Regions from separate parts of the Arachis hypogaea genome. Here region 2 is linked to region 1. Evidence: chromatin contacts called from public Hi-C data. All regions are on one chromosome and are shown on one strand. The core of a region is the stretch at or near the end of the contact, and the rest is flanking DNA. Distances in the headings are between cores, read along the strand shown. Region 1 holds the start of LOC112737787 (chaperone protein dnaJ C76, chloroplastic). Region 2 holds the start of LOC112737795 (long-chain-alcohol oxidase FAO1).

Region 1 (7,522 bases), core at 2,202-4,701:
TACCTGAACTTTGGTATTCTTTTGGTTTTGCCCATAAGTTGTCCCAGTATGAGTTTGTTGCATCAGTACCTTTCTGCTTCATCATTCTCACTTTTGCTTGCTCCTTCAAGAAACTCATCACATTAATAAAGTATTCAATTCAGGACATGGTTTTTTTGTGGAAAGATAAATCAGAATATAAGATTTATTACCAAGACTTTTGCTTGCCTCTTTTCCCATCTGCTACTTGCCTGTCATAAGATCAAGTTAAGAAGAAGTAGAACGCGTAAATAATCCACACATATATGGTACACTATGAATAATATCCTGAAAACCATTCTATTAATCCATAACATGATGACTTTATAACCTCTGTTTCAAGGGTTACGAACATTGGATGAATTATAGCATTATGGGCCTTATCAAAGCTGTAACAAGTTAAATTTCAAGTTGTGAACATAAACAATCACACCTTTATGCTTGAAGTTGAAGCAACCGAAATCGCAACCACAATTTAAAACCATTTGAGTTTGATTCCTTATCTAATGATACTTAGATGTTTTAAGTTGAAAATTCAAGGTAATTCAGCCAGGTTTTCGGAGCATGCAGAATATGGTCATTTCAAGCATATTTCAAACTGAGAAAGTCTATTGAACCCCCTCAACAAAATGCAAATTAAGAAGTTATAAGAAAAACTTTGAACATGCAAATAACTTACCATTCTGAAAACATCACTTGATGCTGACCCCATACCAGAAAGCATTAGGGCAACCTGCAGAGAGGTATAAAACAAAGAAGATGAAGACAGAAAACTCATGAATAGAGATCATAAGAGGGAAAAAAAATTGAAGGAAGAAACGGACTCCTTACATTAACTCTCTCTACACGGCGCATCTCGTCTTCAAGTAGTGACAATTGTGCAGCTGAAGTCCAATGAATGCAGTCAACAGGGCTTAAAAAATAAAAAATAAAAGAAATCAACAATCTCGATCGGCTTAGTTGCTTCACAAGGTTAAAATTCTAGCTCTTCGAGATTAGTATCTCACTGATGGCTCAAGATCCTACAGAAGGAGGCTCTTTTTGCAACATTATCATACCAAAGGTTATGAAGTTCTAAGATCTAATAGCATCAACAGATAATAATATATATCATCTAGAAACTTGAGGAGGAAAAGTTCTTGTTCACATATAAACATGAAACTGAATCCTGGTGTAATGGTACCTTGTTATGCCTCATAATGGATTTTAACTACAAATGAAGGTTCTGCATTTGGAATTAATGATCAGTTGAATGAGTTAACCCTTGGATGTTTCGATACATATGTATATTGTTGACAAAGGATGAATATCAAAACATGTGATTTGCATGCTTTCATGAAAATTCAATTGATATGCTTACATAATGCATCCCTATACTGAATAACACTATATTTTTCTTTCTTTCATTTTGGTAAAATGGATAGCCAAAAATTTTGAGAGTTTAGCTTGTCTATTATTGTGTGTTGAATCTGGAGTTCATGTGCTATGTTATTGTGTTTCATGTTTTGCGAATCACTCGAAATGTTAGTTTATACGATGTCGTATGGATTTCTCATCATGACTTGAATATGTTTCTCTTCTCTTTTTTTTTTTTTTAACTAAGATCAGTATAAGAAAAAGATATTAGATATCTCAGACAGTAATGAAAAATTGAGGTGGCTCAATTATATTTGTATCATGCTTTAATTACATCGTCAGAAAGAAAGTTGCAACAAGTGACCAAAATGGATGATTAATAATCAATTAGAGTCATGCAGAGAGACAACAACAACAAATAATAATAATAATAATAATAATAATAATAATAATAATAATAATAATAATAATAATACCAAGTATCAATTGCTTGTTGAACTAATTCAGGGTTCCCACATTGGCTGTATACTCTGGCTCTTCCAAAGTCCTCTTCTATTGAAAACACATCAGGGGCCACATTGGCACAATTTTTGCATCCTGTTCAGGAATTTTGCAACATAACAGGAATTTTTCAACTTACATAACTTTCTAGATATATCATTGCAAGACTAAGTAAAAAAGTACCTATGCAGCTGAATTCATCAACAAAAGCATGATCCTTTGGGCTAGAATCATCGAGGAAGGGATTTATTGATGTCAAAGAATAGCCGTGAATTTCGTCGTAAACCATGCGTTGAACAGGATCGCTTAGCACCTGCACACTGCAATAGTCAATTTACAATGCAGAAAACATAGGGTAAAGTTTCAATGAACATAATTTAAGATATTCAAAATGAAAAATACTGCATAGACTTCATTGATGAATGTGCAGAAATTTGTAGTCTCCGGGTCATTGCCACTCAAATCAGGGTGACAAGCTTTCATACAATTATAATAGGCCTTCTTGATCTGTGCCGGTGTAGCGTCCGGAAGCTAGTAAATTCCACCAAACAATAAATTTTTATTAGTTTCATTTCATTTTTTTTTTGGTGGAATATAAAATCATTCATACGTTTTTATCCATTATTTTAAATTTATTGAAGCTTTTATGATTAAGATTTTCAAAAATCATATTACGAACTTAGTAACTATAATTGGAAAAGAATTAGTTAGTTGGCTAAAAGAAACTACCACTATTCCAATTGATAAGTGAATCATAATATTTTGATGAACATTAATGGTCAAAACAAAAAGAAACTTTGACTCTTTAACTAAGTGTCAGAATTTCATTACTTCTAGTAATTTTACTTCCGTTTTTTAATAATTTCTACAAAAAGTAATAAGAAATGATAAAAAAAAAAGAAAAAGAAATAGAGTTTGATCAATTACCAAGCCCAAAACTGCATAATAGTCATCAGCAACAGCATCAGTGGTAGAAAAAGATTCCTCAGCTGCGACTCTGAGCCTTCCAAAATTGAAGGCTCTTCTGTTGCCATTGTGTGTTACAAAGCTCCAAGAATTTGCAGCGTTTGGCATTACACGCCATGATGATGTGGTTCTTGGACACAGACTCAGTGAAGGATTTTGGACTGGAGAGAGTAACTGAGCCATTCCAATACCAACTCTCTACCGAAATTGAGTATAATATATAAATATATAAAAATAATAATGATAATTGTGGGTGGTTGTTGGATATTGTTGAGAGTGGAAAATGGAGTATTTTGCAATATTTGCGGAGGGAGAAATTTTGGCGTAGAAGGGTGGTGTTGCTGACATGGCAGTGTCACAGCCAAAGACATTCAAAAGAATCTGCACGAACCCTGAGATGAATCTGAGAGGGGGAAAAAGAACGAGACGAATTGGGTTTCACTAGAGGTGGCACGTGTCCTCACGTGCACAGGTGTTGCATTGCATGGTTTGTCACTTGCTTGCCTCGTCTTGTAAATTGTAATTTTCTTTTTTTGGTAAACGCTTGTGTTGTAATTTGCAAGTGCCTTTTAGTTTTGTTTTGGCGTTGAAGTGCCACTACGATAATCGGCAAAAGATAAAAAAGTTGAAAAGATTTGTAAAACAAATAAAATAAAAATTGATTATTATTAAATTTATAATTTTGATTTAATTAAGATTGATGGATAAATTACTAAAAATGAATTCGAATTATCTTATCGCTGACAAAAATATTCTCAAATAATAAAATTTTTAATTTTACACATGTATTTTTATCATGTTTTTAAATAATTTGAAGGTATTTTTGTTAATAACAAAATTAGAGATAATTTTTATTATTGATAAAATAATTCAAGTGTATTTTTTGTGGTTTATCTAAAATTAAATTTATTGGACAAATTATATAAATAAATAAAGTTTAATTTAAGAGTAAATTACTAACCCAACACTGTTCATTTGCCTGAATGACAACACGACCCTTAACAAAAAAAAGGATCTACTTCACCTCATGTTCCTATGCTCCGTTTGCTAATGCGGTTCTTCTATCATTTTTGCCATCAAAGAGTAACGAAACTTGTTTATGTGTTTTATTAAGCTGCTTAGCTAGAGAGTTAAGGTTGTGAGATGGAGGTTAGAGACCCACGTGACTTGTTAGAAAGGACAGGGGCCTTTTCCACGTGAGCACAAATAATACCATTTTGCTTCCCCAGAAGATGTTTCATTTCACGCCTTATAGATTTTTCTATAAAACTCCATGGACCCTCTCTAACAATTATAAGAAAATCCTAGTAGCTAGAGGAACATTTTTTTCCTTTGAGGCAGTGGTGAGTGTGCAAAGTTAGAGGGATGTGTTCACAAGGTTGCTGACGAAGCTTCTCATGATGAAGTTGATGGAACTTGCACGGCGCTACTGGCGAAGTTTGGATGGTTGTTGTTGACGCTACGAAGTGTAGAGGTATGTGTCGTTGTCCCTCTCTCTTTTTATGTGTGTGGTCTTGAGTATGACATGCAACTATTGTTGTCTGAATCCAGCTCTGGTTAAGGTTTAGAAATGTTAAAATATTTTTTATATTGTCATGCCCTATATTTAAATAATATGAAAGCGAAGAGATTTGTTTAAAAATAATTTTTTATGTAATAAATTAAACAAAGTTGAAATAAAGTAATAGAATTAGGTGTTTATAATAAGATCAGATTAAAATGCTTGTGTAACATATTGAGTTTTTAATTAGGATTTAATTTAGGCCTTTTTATTTTTTAGATGGTTAAATATCTGGTTGTCCTTGTGTTTCATCAAGAGAAAAATTTTAAGAAAGATAACGAAAAAGTTTTACACTATTTACATGAAAAAGTTCAAAAAATTTACCATTAGATGTTGACCTAATTAATCTTTTTGATTTGGTAATTTTATTTAAAGAATTAGGCTACTTGAAGTATAAGGCTATGTATTGATATGATGTGACTAATTTTGATATAGAGTCTGGGCTTCATGTCATTTAGAGAATGAAGAGATTAATGAACTGAGAGAAGCTCTTCTTAAGAATAGATATGTGGATGAGTTTTATATCTATTTCAATCATCTCGTGGATCTGCCAAAGGTAATTGATATTAGAGCTAAGGAGAAAACTGTGATTTTAAGTGAGAAGACACCCTCTGATTCATCATCATCTTCCTCTGATGATGGATTTGAAAGTGTTGAGAATGAGGGTTATAAGCCTCCGCTTCTTAGATATTAGTCTGATGACAGTAGCAATGACAATAGTTTGAAGAGAAAAAAAAGATTATGAGTCCTATTAAAAAAAGGGTGACACCTAAAAAAAGTAATAAGGTTGGTGCATCTAAGAAGGGGCTTAACTCAACAAATAGTGAGCCAAAGATGTCTCCTAAAACTACTAAGAAAATAGTCTCTAAAAAATATTTTAGTACTAGAAAAAAAATTGTACTTAGAGATGAGATAAATAAACAGAGAATATAAGATGAGAATAGTGGGCCTGGGCTAGATGTGAAAGGCCCAAGAAAGTCTAGGAGAAGTGAGCCTGTTGGAGGGGGATTTGGTGGACATGTTGCTAATGTGGCTGATGGAGCTGAAGATTTCATACCTAACCCAACTGCAGTAGAATTGGACAGTGATTTTGAGAAACCTTATGAGTATGAATGTGAAATGTACTAATATTATCTGAAGATGAAGGCAAGACAATTTATGACTCTTTTAATGGAGACTCTGAATATGGTGAGGTGGAATTTAAGGTTGGACAAATCTTTTCTACTATGAAAGTCTTCAACAGAGCTCTGAAGGATTATTTTGTGTACGAGGATAAAGATGTATTGTATGTTAAGAATGAGAAGCATAGAATGAGGGTAGCTTGTACAAATAAAAATTGTCCTTGGTTGATTTTCATTTGAAATAGTGCAAAAAGTTGCTTTCAAGTAAAGACTTTATATAATGAGCACTCTTGTAGAAAGATATTTTGATAGTAATTTGGTTGACAAATCTTAGGTGGCTGAAAAATTGGTTAAAAGGCTTCTCATACAACCTGACCTTAAATTAAGGAAAGTAATGGATTATATGATAGAGGAGTATAATGTTCAACTCAACCCAAGAATGACAGCTAGAGAAGGTTATAAGAAACGTTATGATCGAAAATGAAAGAGCACAATATGAAAAGACACGTGATTATCTAATGGAATTGCATAGAAGTAATTCTGGATCAACAATTCTAATGGAGACAATCTCCAACCTGAATCTCTGCCACTATTTGATAAGTTATACATCAGTTTGGATGCTCCAAAAAGAGGTTTAAAGAGGGATGTAGACCGCTGATTGAATTGGATGGCTGCTTCTTGAAAAGCTATTATGGCGGATAGCTTCTAAGTGTAGTGGGACAAGATGCCAATAACCACTTCTATACCATTACATATGCAGTGGTTCCTAATGAATGCAAGGATATTTGGAAGTGGTTTTTGACATTCTTGCAGGAAGACCTAGAAGAGGTAATACAATTTGGAAAGAATTTTATTTTAAACCAACAAAAAGTAAATTCTACAACCTAACTTGTTCATATTCATGTATGATATGTTATTATGTATTTATTTATGATTTTATTTAATTTATGTAACTCTCTTATGTTGTTGTTTTCCTGATTATGAAAGGGCTTAGAATAGAAAGTGATGCCTAATGCACATATGGGAGTATATGTAGAGGATATTGAAGTGCTCTAGCTGCAAAACATTCCAAAAATTCAGCACATCTATGAAAAAGTTAAAGCAGATAAATGAGGGAGCCTAAGAATATATGCAGAGGTTTGATCCTACTGTGTTGTGTAAGGATTATTTCATCAATGAGCCAAAAATTGATAATATTACAAATAATATGTGCGAGATATGAAACGTCAAGATTGTCGATTACAGGAGAAAGCCAATACTTACAATGTGTAAGCACTTGAGGTCATACATTATGAAGAAAAGAATTGTGCACAAAAAGAAGTTAGAGAATCATATTGGCATGTTAGCCCCTATGCAACAGAAGAAACTTGATGAGTTTATCAAGTCTAAGAGCACCAAGTAGAGTGCAATCTGGGCTGGAAACAATAATAAAATACTTTTTGAAGTTCATAGGCAAGGACACAAAGTTGGAGTAAACTTGTAAAATAGGACTTCTACCTGCAATGTCTAGTAGCTGACTGATAAAGTCTTTCTCAATTTACTTGCTCGGTCTGTTTAATTTAATATAAAATTATTAAGTTTGTACTTTGTCCTGAAAGCATGTTGTTGCATCCATGGCTAAGATGGGGCTAAAGTTAGAGGACTTCGTGCACATATGACTCACAATGGACAATATCAGATCAACCTACTAACATTGCATCAAACTAGTCAACAGTAAAGAGCACTGGATGCCAACTGATTTACCTAAGTCATTAATTACCTCTCTCAATTAAGAAATCTACTCATCCTCTAAAAATGAAGAAAAGAATTAATTCTGTTAAAGGAGAGATGCATTCTAATAAGGCTAAAAAGACATTTGAAGTGACCTATAATAAGTGTGGCCAAAAAGACCATTACTACAAGACTTGCTCCAATCCCTCAAAAGATCCTAATTGAAAGCATATGATCAAGAAAAAAAAGAAGAGCTAGCAAGAAAAATATTGTATCAGTGAACTCTACC
Region 2 (7,522 bases), core at 2,933-5,432, 260 kb after region 1:
ATGCCTTTAAGAGCATGATTAATTCTTGTATTGATGCAAGCTTGATTAAGCAGGGAGTGGATCAGATCTCTTACAGTGATGACAGAGAACCTAGGAATTCAGGACCAACCATTATTGAAAAAATCTGTGCAACTATTGAGAGCTTACTTGATTATCACTATACTGCTATCTGGGACAGAGTAATACAAGTTGTTTCAGCTATGTTAACAAATTAGGTATTTTGTTTGCTATCAGATCTCACACTTTCTTGCACTGAAAACCTTTTGTTTGTTGGTGATTAGACTAAGAGAGGCCAGCGAGTATTATTTCTAATGTAACAATTATGATTATGACTTAATTTGTCTAAATCATGGACGGTGTGATTAATTTGTCGATATTTGTCCCACGTCTGGTTTTGAGTCACTTTTTGTAATCATGTTCTTAAAATAATGTATATACCACAAATTACTTATATTTGGGACTTTGCTATCATCATTACAGGAAAAAGTTCTCATTATTTTGAGAAGAATACTCAAAAACTTGGTAGATGTGCAAAAGCTTCATGAAGAAGATTTTCTCTTTAAGAAGCAGGTATGCTATATTACTATTGCAACATTCTCTTTTATCTTAGTTTTAACAGTTTTCCATTAGAGTTGACCAGGAAAAAGTTGGATATATTTTGTAGTCTATTATGATCTTTGAAGGTTTGAAACTTTACAGTGACAAGGTTGGTTTTTGCAACCATTTTGTTTCTAGGTTAGAAATCTTCGTTTGCCCATGCAATTAATATTATTAGGGACATTTGGTGCTGCCAATGGCTGCTGATTGCATCCTTAGCAAATAACAGAATAGCAGCTCTGTGCTACAAACTTCTGTTGATTTCTATGCTTATTATGATTGTTCAAGAATTGATAGCAAACTTTTTTGTCTCGGTTCCTTTTGTAGCCTATTCACCCATTAGTATGTTGTTGACAAGAATCTGGAACTATATTTTATATTATAGTTTTCTTTGGCAACTGATTACTGAAGTATAATACATTCTACATCTTGTAGCTGCATGAATGCTTTGGACCAGCTCTTGTTGCAATGGGACCTGAACGACTGTTGCCCTTTATACCTCTGAATTTGGAAGTTGAAGACTTGTTGGATGCAAATATCTGGCTGTTTCCTTTTCTGAACCAGTATATTATTGGTGCACGATTAAATTATTTTAAAGAAGAAATTTTGCGCATGATTGAACGTACAAGGGAGATGGCGGCTTAAAGGGTGGGAAACAATTTATTATTTATTATGAGTTGCAGTATTAGTCTCCTGCAGAGATTTTCGTTACTTACTTTCTCTGTTTTGCAGCTTGAGGAGCAAGAGATTTCATCAAGGAATGAAGATCCTCTTGCATACTCTTTGTGGTCTTTGCTGCCATCATTTTGCAACTCTTTTGGTTATAGGATCGTCTTGACAAATAGTAATATGGCAGGTATTTATCTTAAACCATACTTTTAAATTCTTTTTATACTGTCACTTGTACTTTGGAAACAGTCATATTTTGTTACTTTAATTTTTTAATTCTTTGATAACAAACAGATTTAAGGCCTTGTTTGGTGCCTTCTCTTGAAAAGTTAAAAAAGCTAACATAGTCTATCATGTAGGCTATCACAACCCAAATTTTGATGCTCCAATCAAGCCGAACAACAGCTCTACCATGGGAAAAAGGTTCAACTATTCTGCTGAAATTTAGGATACATTAGACATTTGCTTCTGATTTTGATTTTTCTTATAATTTTGTTTTTGAATTTGATTGAGAGGGAGCTACTCCCACAGTACTAATTACAGTTACTACTGCTTCTGCATGTACCACCGAGAAAGATCATGTCTTTCTAATATTTCATTTCATTCCTTTTCGAAAAGTTTTCCTGTATTGGATTTAATTTTTAATATCATGTCAATTATGTTTGTTCTAGTATTCTTACAGTGTGCAGATTTTTTTTTCAGCATATTTAAGTTACAACCTCGATCTAAAAGAAGGGTAGAGTTCGATGAATGAGGATCCAACCTCATGTTATCTGCTTTAAGCTTCTCATTTTCCGCTCTAAGCTGTGAGTTCTCACTTCTTTTAGTTTGAGACTGCAACAAAATTTAAGTTAATCAAACACATACACTTTGTTTTTAGTTTGCTTTATCAACACCACGCCCAATTGTATTAAAATTTACCTTCACTTGAGTGCATTTGCCTCTTTGAATATTGAGGACTTTGCTGATTTGCAAATTGCAAAGAATACCTTATCCTTATTTGTATTTTGCTTTGCAGAGTAAGTACTATGTACTATGTAGGGTTTGAAATCTGTGTTAGCCATAGCAACTCAGTTAAATGCAATTACTACTACATATGTTTGTATGTAATATAATTCACTAATGAGTCATATTGAAATTGAGTGAGTCACAATTTTATTTTTTGATTTGTGTTTTTTGTTTTAATGGCTGAATATGCATTATTACGGGACCTAATTAAAGTTGTCTTGCCATTTTCATTTGTAATCAATTTGGATTTGGAATTGGATTTGTTGGACTTAATTAATGTAGCTTTTATAACAGGCACTAACATAAGATTATTTAAAATTTTGCAGGACAGTAGTAAAAACAATGGAGCTCATAATGGATGATCATACTACTCATAAAATTTAATATTTTGTAACTAAGTATATAAAAGAAGTAGATATGTGACACTTGTTGGAATTGTAATTTTTATTTACTTGTTATGACTTTACTTTTTAGTACTTTGTCTTCAAAGTCTACTTTTGTGGTGACAAGTTATATATATATATATATATTATGAGAAAATTTATGTATATGTTGGACTATTTCAATATACATAATTATTTTGGTCTATGATTTTAAAATTATATATGAATTTTGCATGAAATATTAGGAAGATTAATTAAAAAAAAAATTCTGACCAAACTTATGACCACCCTTAAAAAGGGTGACTATATCTTAATGTTGGGCTCAACAGGCACGCTTAAAAAATGTGGCCATAGCTAAGCAACCGGCACGCTTTAAAAGTGTACCCATATCTTCATTTATTGGCACGTTTTTAAAGAGTACTCAAAACAAACAGTCTGGAACATTTTAAAAGCGTGGCGATATGTGCACTTTTCGGTACGCATTTTAAGCGTACCTATAGGTTAAGACCTATGGCCACGATTTTTAAGCGTGGCAACAGATGAAAGCGTGCCAACAAAAAAAGCGTGTCGATAGTTCCACAAGAGCGTGGCAATAGAGCAACTGACACGCTGGCGGATGTGACCCTTTTAAAACTGTGCTAATAGCTCAAAAAGCGTGGCGAAAATCTATCGGCACGCTTTTTTACACTTTTCGGCACGCTTTAAAAGCGTGGCAGAAAGCTTATTTTCTTGTAGTGTCTTGACATCCACTACGTCCTTCTTCCACTGCTTATCCACAATAATATCAACCCCATTCCTATTTTTCACCTTTCCTGTATACCAAAAATAATCACCTAAAAAAATATGATTATTTTTTATATTAATTCTGTATATAATCACCTAAAAAAATAAATATGATCGGATGACTATATAAAATATTTTACATTATGAGTGCATAAAATTTAAACTCATAAATATATATATATATATATATCATGCATTAAATATTTGATTATTTGTTATTCATCAAAACAAATAATCATAATTTAAAAAAAATAATTTATCGATTTAATTAAATTAATTTGTGATGTATATATACTATGGCTAATTTCAAATGTCTATAAAGTAATTTAAAAAAATTTAGCTATCGGAAGTCTACAATCGTATTTGCTCTTATTACATGTGTATATATACTGTACCCCACTGCAAAAATGGTCATATGCACTATCGATATGGATTTATCAAATTCTTTCTCTTCAAAATTTTAGTATAATTTAGAAAAAGATTAATTTAAATTTATAATAAATTTCAAAATTAATTAATTTTATTGCACAAAATATCTGTGTATTTTACCTTTTAAAATATGAAAACATTGTCGAAATTTATAGTAATAAAATGATAAGCAAATAATCAATTTTATCACTTATGAGTAGTTTAGCATCAAAATATTTTATATTACATTTAAAACAATCATATATATTTTAGGATGTCATTCTCAATAATTGAAACTATATTTTATACACCATGCAATTTACCCGTTTCCGCAGGAGGTAGAGAAGTTATATGATTTAGAAAAGTTGACATAAAGTAGTTAAGAGTTGAGTCTATATATATCCATTGCCGCACAACCTACAACTCATATAGTGTATAAGTTAGAAAAGAAAGAAAAGAAAAAAAAGGATTATTGTGATTATTATTAATTTACATACCAGTCTATCATTATCTTCCTTCCTTCCACCTCATCACACCCTCCAATTAATTAAACAGAACCAATCATAATCATTCCTTTAATTTCTTGCACCTTTGCTTCTATATATACCTATCTATATCCATATATATTCATCTAGATCCTTCTAATTATTCTCATATCATAACTAACCCGCTCCACAGACAATTTCATATAATCAATTATCCTAATTAGCTTGTGTGTGTGTGTGTGAGAGAGAGATCATGGTGAAAAGAGAGTGCCATCCATTGTTGAAGGGAGAGAGAGGAGAGAGAAAATACAGACATGGGTTTTTTGGGTATGAGATGGAATCACTTGCAAGCATATGTGAGGTTGTGATTCCTCCTTTGCCGCCATTGAAGGATGAAGAAGATGAGCTTAATAACAAGGATGTGACCAAGTCCTTCTCGAACATTTCCGCTTCTCAACATCCATACCCTCATGAGGTACATACGTATATTAATAACATAATATTATACCAATATATATACGTATTTGATTACAGTTTTCTTTTTCTTCTTCATCATGTGTTCTTAATTATGCTGGGATTTTTTTTTTATTTTTGATTTCTTTTGACCTATTTATTAATACTTCATATCTTTGTAAAGCGATATATATTCATTAGTGTCAGTGTGTGACCCACAAAACTAAAATTTCACTATTTGAGCATTAATAAAAACGAAATAAAAAATTTACACGAATACTGATACAGTCTTTTATATATATATATAACAATTTCTCTTGATTCTCGAAAAGATTAAAACACTATAAATATACTTATATTTTAAAAGATAAAGAATATAAACCACCAAAAATTGTTTTGTTTACAATTAAGAAGATATATGAGAGTTTCTTATTTCCCATTTTGTATATTAATTAAATATATTTAATGAAAAATTATCTTATTTTTATTCCACAAAATATATATATGTCCTAAATAATTTGAGTAATGTTATGGAGCTAATTATTTTTAGCCAAAATCAATTATTTTTTTAAAAAAATATTTATTTTAAATTTTAGAATAAATTTTAAATTTTTTAAAAAACAATTAATTAAAATTAATTAACTAAAAAATAATTTTTTATTGTTTTTCAACTAATTTTGATTAAAAAAAATTAAATAGGAGTGCATATATATAAGAGTTTTAATTTTTCATCATTTTCATGCGCTTCTCTCATTCTGTGCAAGAGGTTGTTACAAGCACAGTGTTCGTATATGCGAACTGGGAAAGTCCAAAACTGTGTATACAAGTGGGACCCACGTTGGTTATAACCGATACTCGTACATTTAAATCCCCTGGGTCCCTAGGATTTTGATTGGGCACGCCGCATTTGAAAAGGTTTTGGGTTTTAATTATCATTTAAACTATGTTTGGTTGGAAAGAAAGAAATAAAGAAAAAAGAAATAGAAAAGAAAGAAAAAAAATTGAGTGAATTTTTATTTTTTTAAATGTATTTGGATGAAAGAAAAAAAAAATTATAAAAAGATAATTTTATCTTTATATTATAAATTATATAGAAAAAGTAAAAGGATACTATTAAAAATAGAGAGAGATTTAATTTTCTTTAAAAAAAAAAAATTGGTGAATCCACCAATATTTTTCCATCCATTTTTCTTTTTTTTCCATTTCTTTCTTTAATCAAACAAAAAAAATAACTATTTTCTTTTTTTTTTTTTTTTTTTTTGTTTTCCTTCCTCCCATTTTTACCTCAAACAAACACACCATTAATAATTTTTACGCCACAAAAGAAAGTTTTTATATTAATAGTTGGAGCTTTTTCTTTTCCAACGATTATTTAATATTTAATGATGTAGCTTGTAATTTATATTTTCAAATGATTAAAATTGTGTAATAAAATTTATTATTTAATTTGAATAATGTAATATAGTTAATAATGTTTATTTACTTAATCATTATTCATTAACACTCAAAAGTCTTATTTTTATGAATATAATACAAATATTTATTTGAAAATAATGTAATTATATACGATAATATGTATTGTTCTTAATTAATTCTATCTTAGTAGTACTCTTGGTGTTCCCATTTACAATGTGTTTCATTATAGAGAACATTAGTATTATGTTAGGTAAAAATAATAAAACTCAAGTGATTAGTACTTCATCAAAGTTTTGATACCGATAAGAAATGATAGAAAAAATATAATATGATAAATTTAAAAAAATATCATATTTTACATCAGTATAGTAAAAACTTATATTCATTGCAAATATACCCAAATGATTTAATTTCTAGGATATTGGGTAAAAACATATATATTGTTAAACAAAAATGTTTCATGCATAAAAATAAAAGATCAGTTATTAAATTAATAATTATATATTTGTATATATTTATAATCAAATATAAAATAGTAAAATAATTAAATTTTTTAACAAGAGTATAACTAATTTTTTATGAATATTAAATATATATGGTGGTTAACTTTTAATGTTCATGTAACATGATTATTGAATATTAATGACCATTCGGATAGTTTAAAATCATGCTAGCTATAGTACAGTACTTGTTATATGAAGTAAAAATATCTAATGTCTTTTTAGTTACCTTCACAAGAAAGGAAAACAATCATGTGTACGTTGCTTCCAACTTGTAAAACGGCCATTTAATTAAGTAGATGATATGATATGATATGATATGATACATCTAACTACAAATCATTAAATTCTATATATTCTATATATTAAATCAATATCAATGTACCTTATTTTTCACTTGGAAGAAATTCCATAACCAATCAATCACCGAGAGACTGTGTTTCAAATCTAATAGTATCATGTATCTTATTTGAACGTATAAAATTGTGCATTTGATTCTTATTATTTTTCTATCTTACGATTTTTTAATACTTTTAAAAATGAGAGATAAAACCCCCCACAACGACCGGCATCATGCACACTTGTTTAATTTTTAGATTTTATCACTGCTCTCGTTGTTTGACCGTGTGACTTGGGAAGTTAGAAGCTAGAACTACACATGGTGTATTGCATGACACAAGTGCATTTGGAAAATTAAAGTAGAAATAGAATTGTATTGTATTGTTAGTCGTTCATGGGCCTAATTTTAAAAGCTAAAACACTTTTTCTTCATTATTTTGTTTTTGGATTACAGTTGTCAACCACGAGCATATTTTATATA

Evidence for each region. Hi-C and Micro-C count contacts between places; a contact is called where the count stands out from the background.
Region 2: a contact with region 1 is called in a Hi-C map of leaf, with 3 times the contacts expected there. The contact joins the promoter of LOC112737795 here to the promoter of LOC112737787 in region 1. A contact is called at or near these places in 2 of 8 Hi-C or Micro-C datasets (both in leaf).

The regions. Positions count from the first base shown.
Region 1 is chr13:26,173,481-26,181,002 of arahy.Tifrunner.gnm2.J5K5, forward strand. It overlaps LOC112737787 (chaperone protein dnaJ C76, chloroplastic), which reads right to left and starts at 3,452. Exons shown (of 9, transcript XM_025787894.3): 1 at 2,803-3,452; 2 at 2,278-2,406; 3 at 2,059-2,188; 4 at 1,851-1,971; 5 at 850-931; 6 at 698-751; 7 at 192-230; 8 at 4-103. The coding sequence starts at 3,024. LOC114925057 (a long non-coding RNA gene) reads left to right here and starts at 4,076. Exons shown (of 2, transcript XR_011869487.1): 1 at 4,076-4,315; 2 at 6,511-7,120.
Region 2 is chr13:26,433,205-26,440,726 of arahy.Tifrunner.gnm2.J5K5, forward strand. It overlaps LOC112737795 (long-chain-alcohol oxidase FAO1), which reads left to right and starts at 4,183. Exons shown (of 3, transcript XM_025787904.3): 1 at 4,183-4,808. The coding sequence starts at 4,587.